3 separate regions of the Mus musculus genome follow, and regions 2 and 3 are each linked to region 1. A link is a contact called in public HiChIP or PLAC-seq and promoter capture Hi-C data. All regions are on one chromosome and are shown on one strand. The core of a region is the stretch at or near the end of the contact, and the rest is flanking DNA. Distances in the headings are between cores, read along the strand shown. Region 1 holds the start of Bace1 (beta-site APP cleaving enzyme 1). Region 2 holds the start of Phldb1 (pleckstrin homology like domain, family B, member 1). Region 3 holds the start of Ccdc84 (coiled-coil domain containing 84).

Region 1 (2,700 bases), core at 188-2,687:
AATGATATGATGACACAGTCACACAGTTTTAAGCTATCAGGGCCCCAAAGCTCTTCATCTCAATGAGTATGCTGGAATGTCTCCCAGTGATATACCAATTTGAGAGCAACTGATCCTCACTCTGACTGATGGGAAGTAATCAGATGGGTCATGAGGATTCGTGACAGGAAACCATCAAAGACACAAACGGGCCGGGGGGTGGTGGCACACGCCTTTAATCCCAGCACTTGGGAGGTAGAGGCAGGCGGATTTCTGAGTTCGAGGCCAGCCTGGTCTACAGAGTGAGTTCCAGGACAGCCAGGGCTATACAGAGAAACCCTGTCTCCAAAACAAACAAACAAAAGAAAGACAAAGGGATTCAGGCATAGAAGAGGTGGCCACCTCATAGCTGGGGCAGGTTAAATGCTCTGAACAGAAGAGGCGGCAGGTCTCCCTGTCGGATCCCAGTGACTGGTTTGTTGACTGGAATACTCTCGTCCCTTTCACCTTGCTCCTCCAGCCTCTGCTCCTGAAAACACTTCCAATTTTAAGGTCACCTCTTCTAGATTGCCCATTTTTTGTTTCTTTTTTGAGGCAGAGTTTCTCTATGCAGTCCTGGCTGTCCTAGAACTACCTATGTAGAACAAACTGCCCTTGAATTTACAGAAATTCTCCTGCTGAGATTAAAGGCAGGTGCCTCAACATCCGGGGTATACCCCCAAATTTTGTTTTATTTTATTTTATTTATTGATTTTTATTTTATTCTTTTTTTTCTTTTTTTTTTTTTTTTTTTTTTTTTTTTTGGTTTTCGAGACAGGGCTTCTCTGTGTAGCCCTGGCTGTCCTGGAACTCACTCTGTAGACCAGGCTGGCCTGGAACTCAGAAATCCGCCTGCCTCTACCTCCTAAGTGCTGGGATTAAAGGCGTGCGCCACCACGCCCAGCTCTATTTATTGGTTTTTTGAGGCAGGTTTCCAGCTTACCCCAAAATTCTTAACATCACACTGTGGCAAGAATCACAGTTCTCCCCGGTTAATCTCTTTTTGGGATCTGTGCTTCTTTTTCTACTCCTGTGCAGGGGTAAAGTGGCTGGCATGCATGACAGGGTGCGCACGGGGGTGTGGGGGGGTGTTAACCAATGCTGATTCAGGAAAGTGAGGCAGGAGAATTGCATCAAAGTTGAAGCTAGCCTAGACTACACTGTATGTTTGCAGGACCCTGTACCCTAAATAAATAAATAAATAAATAAATAAATAAATAAATAAATAATGAAAGAAGGACTAGCAGATGAGAAGTGTATGATATTGGTTCCTTCTTGCTCTGCTAGAGCTAAGGAAATGCTTTCCCGCTAGGGTCTTGCAGAGTGAACTCCATCTCGGCAGAGGGCATCCCAGACCCCTTTCAGCTCCGGAAGCTGGGCTGTCTGCCATGGGAAGACTACACTTCCCAGAGATCCCAGGGAAAAGCAAAAACCCTTTGGCTTTGACAGCCACCGCCACAAGCCTTTCCGCCTCCCCAGCCTGCCTAGGTGCTGGGAGCTGGGAGCTGGATTATGGTGGCCTGAGCAGCCGACGCAGCCGTAGGAGCCCGGAGTCCCTGTCGGTCCCCAAGCTGCAAAGCCCGCCTGGAAGACCCCGAAAGCTACGGGCTCGGATAGCCATGCCCGCCCCTCCCAGCCCCACAAGGGGCCCGATCCCCCCGCTGGCGGCCGGCGTCCAGATGTAGCTGGGTCCCCTGGATCGCCATCGTCGTCTCCTCTCGTGCGCTACGGATTTCTCCTGCCCACTCTCCGCCGCCTGGACCGGGAACTGAGCGAGGGGCCTGCAGACTCTGCAGTCCTGATGCCGCCGAGGCCGCTCTCCTGAGAGAAGCCACCACCACCCAGACTTAGGGGCAGGCAAGAGGGACAGTCACCAACCGGACCACAAGGCCCGGGCTCACTATGGCCCCAGCGCTGCACTGGCTCCTGCTATGGGTGGGCTCGGGAATGCTGCCTGCCCAGGGAACCCATCTCGGCATCCGGCTGCCCCTTCGCAGCGGCCTGGCAGGGCCACCCCTGGGCCTGAGGCTGCCCCGGGAGACCGACGAGGAATCGGAGGAGCCTGGCCGGAGAGGCAGCTTTGTGGAGATGGTGGACAACCTGAGGGGAAAGTCCGGCCAGGGCTACTATGTGGAGATGACCGTAGGCAGCCCCCCACAGACGGTAAGGTGGTCAGATCTAGCAACCCTCCTTCATGCATGGTAGAGGGGTGATAGGGTAGAGATGAAGCAGCCTGCCCTGATAAAATGGTTTGTTTAGTGGGTGCAGAATGACCGCCCGCTCCTATTCCTCCAGGATCCGGTTGGGAGTAGCCTTTCCATTTCCCGCCCCCTCTCACTGGCATCCAAGCCCCAGGACTGACTACTCACCTCTCACTCCCACTGCCCCATCCCCCCACGCCCAAGAAAGCACTTCAGTGGTGGCTGACCCTGGGGAAGGGCCAGGCACGGGGACACTGTAACAGGTGTCAGTGGCCGGAGTCTCTCATATTCCATCTCCACACTCTCCCCTACTCTAGTGTTGCGGGGGGGGGGGGGGTATCTAAGATCCCCACCTTCATCTTCTTGAGAACCCAAAATCCTGGCACCAGTTGGATCAATCAGCCCCTTACTCTAAGTCTGGGCTGCCATAAGCCAACAAAGTGAGAGTCTTAGTAACATCCATGTAGCCTCCAAGTCCCAA
Region 2 (2,700 bases), core at 28-2,527, 1.1 Mb before region 1:
GGGGCTGGCATGTGGAGGGAGGTGCGTGCGTGCGGGGAGGTTGCGTGAGTGGAGCAGTCTTCCCGGGCGACCCTTCCCAGCGCGTGGAGTGCGTGGTGTGAAGCGGACTAAGTGTGTGAAGTCGAGGCCCATGTGAGGATTCACGTGTGCACCCGTGGGGTGACACTGGACTGTCGGTGTGACGTGTCTTGCGGGTGCGCGGAGGTGAGGCGTGGGATGCTGTGCGTGGGAGCTGTGCGGACGCCCGTGTTAGTGGCCAGTTCTGTTTGTGTGACCGCTGTGGAGTGAGCCCGAAGTGCGATGAGTCAGTCTCCGGGAGCCTCCGGGACCGCTGAGCTAACGGGCCCAGAATGCAGCCCCACCCCGGCTCACTGGGTCCCCCGCCGGGCCGCGCAGTCGCGAGCCAAATCCCCGCTGCGCTGGCCTGGGCGGAAGCGTCCGCGGCGCCAGGGCAACCCCGCGCCCCACGACCCCACCCAGCCGCCTACCCTCGCTTCCCCATCCCGGGGGAGTCCGATGACGGCGCTCGACCTCGGCTGGGGAACTCCGCGCTGTTTTTGGATCCAGACCGCGGAGGCGGAGCGGGAGCCAACGGCTCAGTCATCCCAGGTCGCCGGGGACCCTCATAGATAACGGGGGTCCTGGAAAAGTGCCCAGGAGACCCTAGACATGGAAACCCCAGGATCCCTCCCTGACTCCCTCCCACGCCTCAGAGTTGAACTCCACATCTTTTTGAGTCCATCCAGGCAGCTGGAACGAGGACAAGAGCGGAGACGCCTAGGGGATCCCCCTTCCTGTGGTCCTGCTGATGTGGAGAGGAACCATGTGCGATGCTGTAGACAAGGTCCCGCGCGCGTACCCAACCCGAGACTGCAAGTGTGGGATACTGGCCATCGGGGTGCCCACAGGAGGATCTAGATCCCGCAAGACTTGGGGGGGGGGAATTCCTCCACTTAATACCAGGGCCCCCTCTGGCGGTGGCGCTGGCAACGACTCAGGAGGGCAAGAGCAAGCAGTTCGCCGAGGGCGGCCCACAAAGCCCCTTCCGCCAACGCACTCACCTGGCATGGCCCCCTTTTTCCGCACCTTTCTACCCAGTTCGCTGGGCCAGACTGGTCTCGTCTGGTCCCGGGGACTTTCCCTTCTGTAGACTCAGCCAGACGGCGAATGGAACCCCGAGGCATAGTGGGAGGGGCACGCTTACCTTGTGGGGAGTTGGGGGGACACCGGCCCCTTTGCCCAAGTGGGCCGCGGCGGCCTCAGGCTGGCGAAGACTCTGTTGCTTTTCCCCTGGAGCCAGCTGAGTAGGAGGAGAGGGAGACTGTCCCGCCCCGCTTCCCTGAGTCCCCGCCCCCATCCCGTCCTGTCCGCCTGGCCAGCTAGAGAAGACGCCCTTGTGGTGCTGGAGCCCAAGGCCCCCACCCAGCTTTTCCCACAGCAGCACCTCCCCCGCTTGCACAGCGCCCGCTTTGTTCATCTGTACAGCTGGGCTTTCCACCACCACCACCAGGGCCACCACCGTGCAAACTCTCCTCTCACCCTCCCCTTCCGACCCTCCTAGACCACCCTCCACTCTGGGCCTCGAAGCACTTCTTTATTTACCTCCGCCTACCCAAGATGCCTGAATCGTCCCCTGACTCCCCATGAGTCCTAGCGCAGCCCTACCACAGATGCTCAATTTCCTTTCAGAACATCAACTGAGGGCACCCAGGTCAGCCCCTACCCTTTGCTGTTCCAAGCCCCACCATAGAGAGTTGTCGATTTAATAATTGCACACCATGCTTCAGAAATGAACGTGAAGGCAAGGTCCGTTGAAAGTGTGCTGTAAGCCAAATGATGGTGGTCTTTTTCCCAGCACTCGGGAGGCAGAGGCAGGTGGATCTCTGTGAGTTCGAGACCAGACTGGTCTCAGAATGAGTTCAAGGACAGCCAGGGCTACACAAGAGAAACCCTGTCTCAAAAAACAAAAACAAACAAAAAAGTGTGGTGCAAACCACAGGACCCAGGAAAGCTGAATGGAGCCGGCCTTTTTGCCTCTGTCCATTCACCTCCACTAAAGAATTGTTGGGTTGCAGCTGGAGCTGGAGGCAGGGTAGAAAGACACCAGGTTGGCTGAAGAGTGGGAGTTTGAGGAAGAAAAGAGGGAGGGGGGCAGTCTATAAGCCCAGCCTGGCGAAGTCATTCAGCAGTCCAACCCGCACCCCGAAATCCAAGCTGACAGTGTAGCCGCACCTTGCAAAGCCTGCTCTTGCCCCAGGAGACGGCTGGGAGGCCTCATGGGAGCTGAACTCAGACTAGACTGGGCCTCTTTAACCTGCACTAAAGGATTGGCAGAGGCTTTTCCTCAGTGAAGGAACAAGCAGGAAGCCCCCAAGTCTGGCTTAAGGTCCAGATGGGATGGGTTGGAGAAAATTTAAAATGAAAGTCCTCTTTGGAATGGACAAACCCAGTTCTGTTCCAGTGGCTTTTGTTCTGTGTTCTCTCTCTCTCTCTCTCTCTCTCTCTCTCTCTCTCTCTCTCAGGAATGGCAGGAGACTGAACTGCAGGAATTTGGTCACTCATTGACAGAACTAGCATTAGTAGGGGGCATCCACAGCTGGCGATTAAACCTGAGACTGTGGAGCAATGAACAAGAGGGAGGAGGAGAAGGAGTCCTACCTGCCACCTCCTCTAGCTAACAGAGGTGACAAGTGCACTGTG
Region 3 (2,700 bases), core at 38-2,537, 1.4 Mb before region 1:
CATCACACTCCCTCAGAACTCCCCAATTTAAAGAAGCTCTCGTGGGGCTGGTGAGATGGCTCACCCGACTGCTCTTCCGAAGGTCCGGAGTTCAAATCCCAGCAACCACATGTTGGCTCACAACCATCCGTAACGAGATCTGACTCCCTCTTCTGGAGTGTCTGAAGACAGCTACAGTGTACTTACATATAATAAATAAATAAATAAATAAATCTAAAAAAAAAAAAAAAAAAAAAAAAGAATGGCATAAAAAAAACCACTTTAAAAAAAAAAAAAAGAAGCTCTTGTGCCTGACAAAGACCTGGATAACTCACGAACACGTAACTCACCGTGCATAATCCTGGGGGGAGATCAGAAACTTCTCTTTCATCTGGGCATTGGCCTTGTTCTCCCACCAGAATTTGTTGGTGGCTTTCTTGTGCTCTGGGCTGAGAATGGAGAGAAAGAGTAATCGTAGCTAGTCATTAAGAGAGTAAAACTGTACCGAATGTCAGAGCACTAGGTAAGTAATGCAGATTGGCCATTGGGTTGCTTCTGTGGGCTTGGCAGAGAGAAGAGGATTGTTTATACCAACCTCTTCAAGACCTCTATCTTGGGACTCCTTTCTTCCAATAAAGTGTGTGGTGGTGGTGAGAGGAGAGCAACCTGGCTTTTCTAGAAAGATCACCCACACCACTGGGACCGTGGAAGGGCTAAGATCCACTAAACTCCACGGTTGGCCAGGTAGTTCAGTCCATAACCCAACTAAGTCACAAAGTCGACCTTCCTTCTCCCCAATTTCAACTTCCCATGCCACACGTGTGTACAACTCTCTGTCTGTACGGGGGAGGTGGGTGTTTTCCAGTTGTCACCTGGCCAGATGTTCCAGCAGACCCCCGTGTAGCACTGTCAGGTTGCCATGGCTCAGGTGTTTTCGCACTTCGCAGCCACAGCACGGGCACCAACAGCACCGATCGTGCTCGGGGACATAGCGCTCCACCTGGGCGGCGCGGACGGCCCGGCGGGCGGCCTCCACCTGCAGGACAGAAGCCAGCTAGGACCCTGAAACCAGCCCACATTCCTGGCCTCCCCAGCCCCGGGTCCGCACCTGCGGTAGAAGCCGCTCCAGAGCCCCCTTCAACTGCCGCTGGTGCTTGTGGCTGTAGACGTGACCGCGACCACAGAAGAAAGTTTGCCGACACAGAGGACATCGCTGCGGTGGCGCCATAGACCCAGGACCCGGGAACACCCACACAGCGGCGGCTCGTCACCACCCACTGACCCCTGACCCTTCCGGGCCGGACGGGGCGGGGCGACCTAGGAGCTCCCGGTTCCCCTAGAGGCAGTAGGCGCTATTGCAATCCGTTCTGCGGCTGCGCGGAATATTCACTCCGGGCCCCCACCTCCCACGCACCCGCAGAAAACCCGGCAGCTTGTGAAAGAACGAGAAAGAATGCACGCCAGTTAGGACCTCAGATCGCACACTTTCAGGCGTTGACAAAGACCCAGTTTAGCGTAACAACGCAGAACTGGTAATTTCAGGGCGCACACTGTGACCCCGTGCTTTGTGCTAATGACCTCACCGAATCCTCACGTCGATGCTTTGTGGTGTGAGATTATTGGCATTTTACACATGGGAAAAAAAAAATCTACTCCTGAAGAAATGAGGACCTCTGAGGAAAGCTAGAGAGGTGTATTAAGCAGCCCCTCCAGCTTCCCTGAGACCTGCAGGGGTCTAAGTCACTGTGATATTCTTTTTTTTTTTTTGGTTTTTCGAGGAAGGGTCCTGGAGCTCACTTTGTAGACCAGTCTGGCCTCGAAATCAGAAATCCGCCTGGCTCTGCCTCCCAAGTGCTGGGGTTAAAGGCGTGTGCCACCACTGCCCGGCAGACTGTGATATTCTTAATTTTCAAAGGTGTTCTGCACAAGAATATTCTCTGTAAGTCATTTCTCCGAGCATTGGCTGGGAAATCTAATTCTGAAAACTTGAATGGTTACAGTGAATCATGCTCTATCGCCATTACAAGAATAATGTCATACGCCGCCCAGGTCAGACCCAATATGTTTTTCCCCATTTGTTCCAAAGTTGCTCAAAGCAGTCTGCTCCCAAGGTCTCTGCAATTAAGCTTACTTGATAGTATTTTCCTGCCAGTCTCCTCTACCAAATGCTCATTTCCCACCTGAACTTGGCTTGTGTGAAACAAAACCCAGCATCTTTACAATTAAGTTCCTTGAGTGGCCAGGTTTCCAGCGCCTGCATATACAGGTAGTCAAGCCCCACCCGGCAGGAAGGAAAAAAAAATCCTGTATTAGGCTTCAAAATCCTACCAATCCCTGAGTTTGTCCCAAAAAAATCAGACTATAGAATTCCACCAATCACTGAGTTTACCCTAAAAACATGCCACAGAATTCCACCAATCACTGAGCTTGCTCCTAGAGCAGGTCACAAAATTCCACCAATCCAGGAGTTTGCCCAAGATCAGACCATAAAATCCCACCAATCAAAAACTACCCTGGAAAGTGCCCCGCCAATCCCATTCTATATTATGCTTGCCTCGTATGTGGTTCCTTGCTGCTTTTTGCCTGGGTAGAGACGATCTTTTTCTTGTATCTTTCCCAATGCATCTCTTGTGTGAGGCGGTACTTTGTAGGATCCCTAGGCTCCCGACGACTGAACTTGGATCTTCGCAACAGCAGGTGCTCTTCACCACTGAACCATCT

Evidence for each region. Promoter capture Hi-C pulls out the DNA fragments that hold promoters and counts their contacts. HiChIP or PLAC-seq counts read pairs in DNA pulled down with a chosen protein or histone mark.
Region 2: a contact with region 1 is called in an H3K4me3 HiChIP or PLAC-seq map of embryonic forebrain, with 5 times the contacts expected there. The contact joins the promoter of Phldb1 here to the promoter of Bace1 in region 1. A contact is called at or near these places in 1 of 39 promoter capture datasets (hippocampal neurons) and 1 of 115 datasets of contacts at active chromatin or transcription factors (embryonic forebrain).
Region 3: a contact with region 1 is called in a promoter capture Hi-C map of pre-B cells, with 2.4 times the contacts expected there. The contact joins the promoter of Ccdc84 here to the promoter of Bace1 in region 1. A contact is called at or near these places in 3 of 39 promoter capture datasets (hippocampal neurons, liver and pre-B cells) and 2 of 115 datasets of contacts at active chromatin or transcription factors (astrocytes and large pre-B cells).

Annotation. Positions count from the first base shown.
Region 1 is chr9:45,837,108-45,839,807 of GRCm38.p6, forward strand. Bace1 (beta-site APP cleaving enzyme 1) reads left to right here and starts at 1,438. Exons shown (of 9, transcript NM_011792.6): 1 at 1,438-2,181. The coding sequence starts at 1,921.
Region 2 is chr9:44,733,921-44,736,620 of GRCm38.p6, forward strand. Phldb1 (pleckstrin homology like domain, family B, member 1) reads right to left here and starts at 1,278. Exons shown (of 22, transcript NM_153537.4): 1 at 1,205-1,278.
Region 3 is chr9:44,416,782-44,419,481 of GRCm38.p6, forward strand. It overlaps Ccdc84 (coiled-coil domain containing 84), which reads right to left and starts at 1,288. Exons shown (of 11, transcript NM_201372.4): 1 at 1,088-1,288; 2 at 852-1,015; 3 at 330-428. The coding sequence starts at 1,207.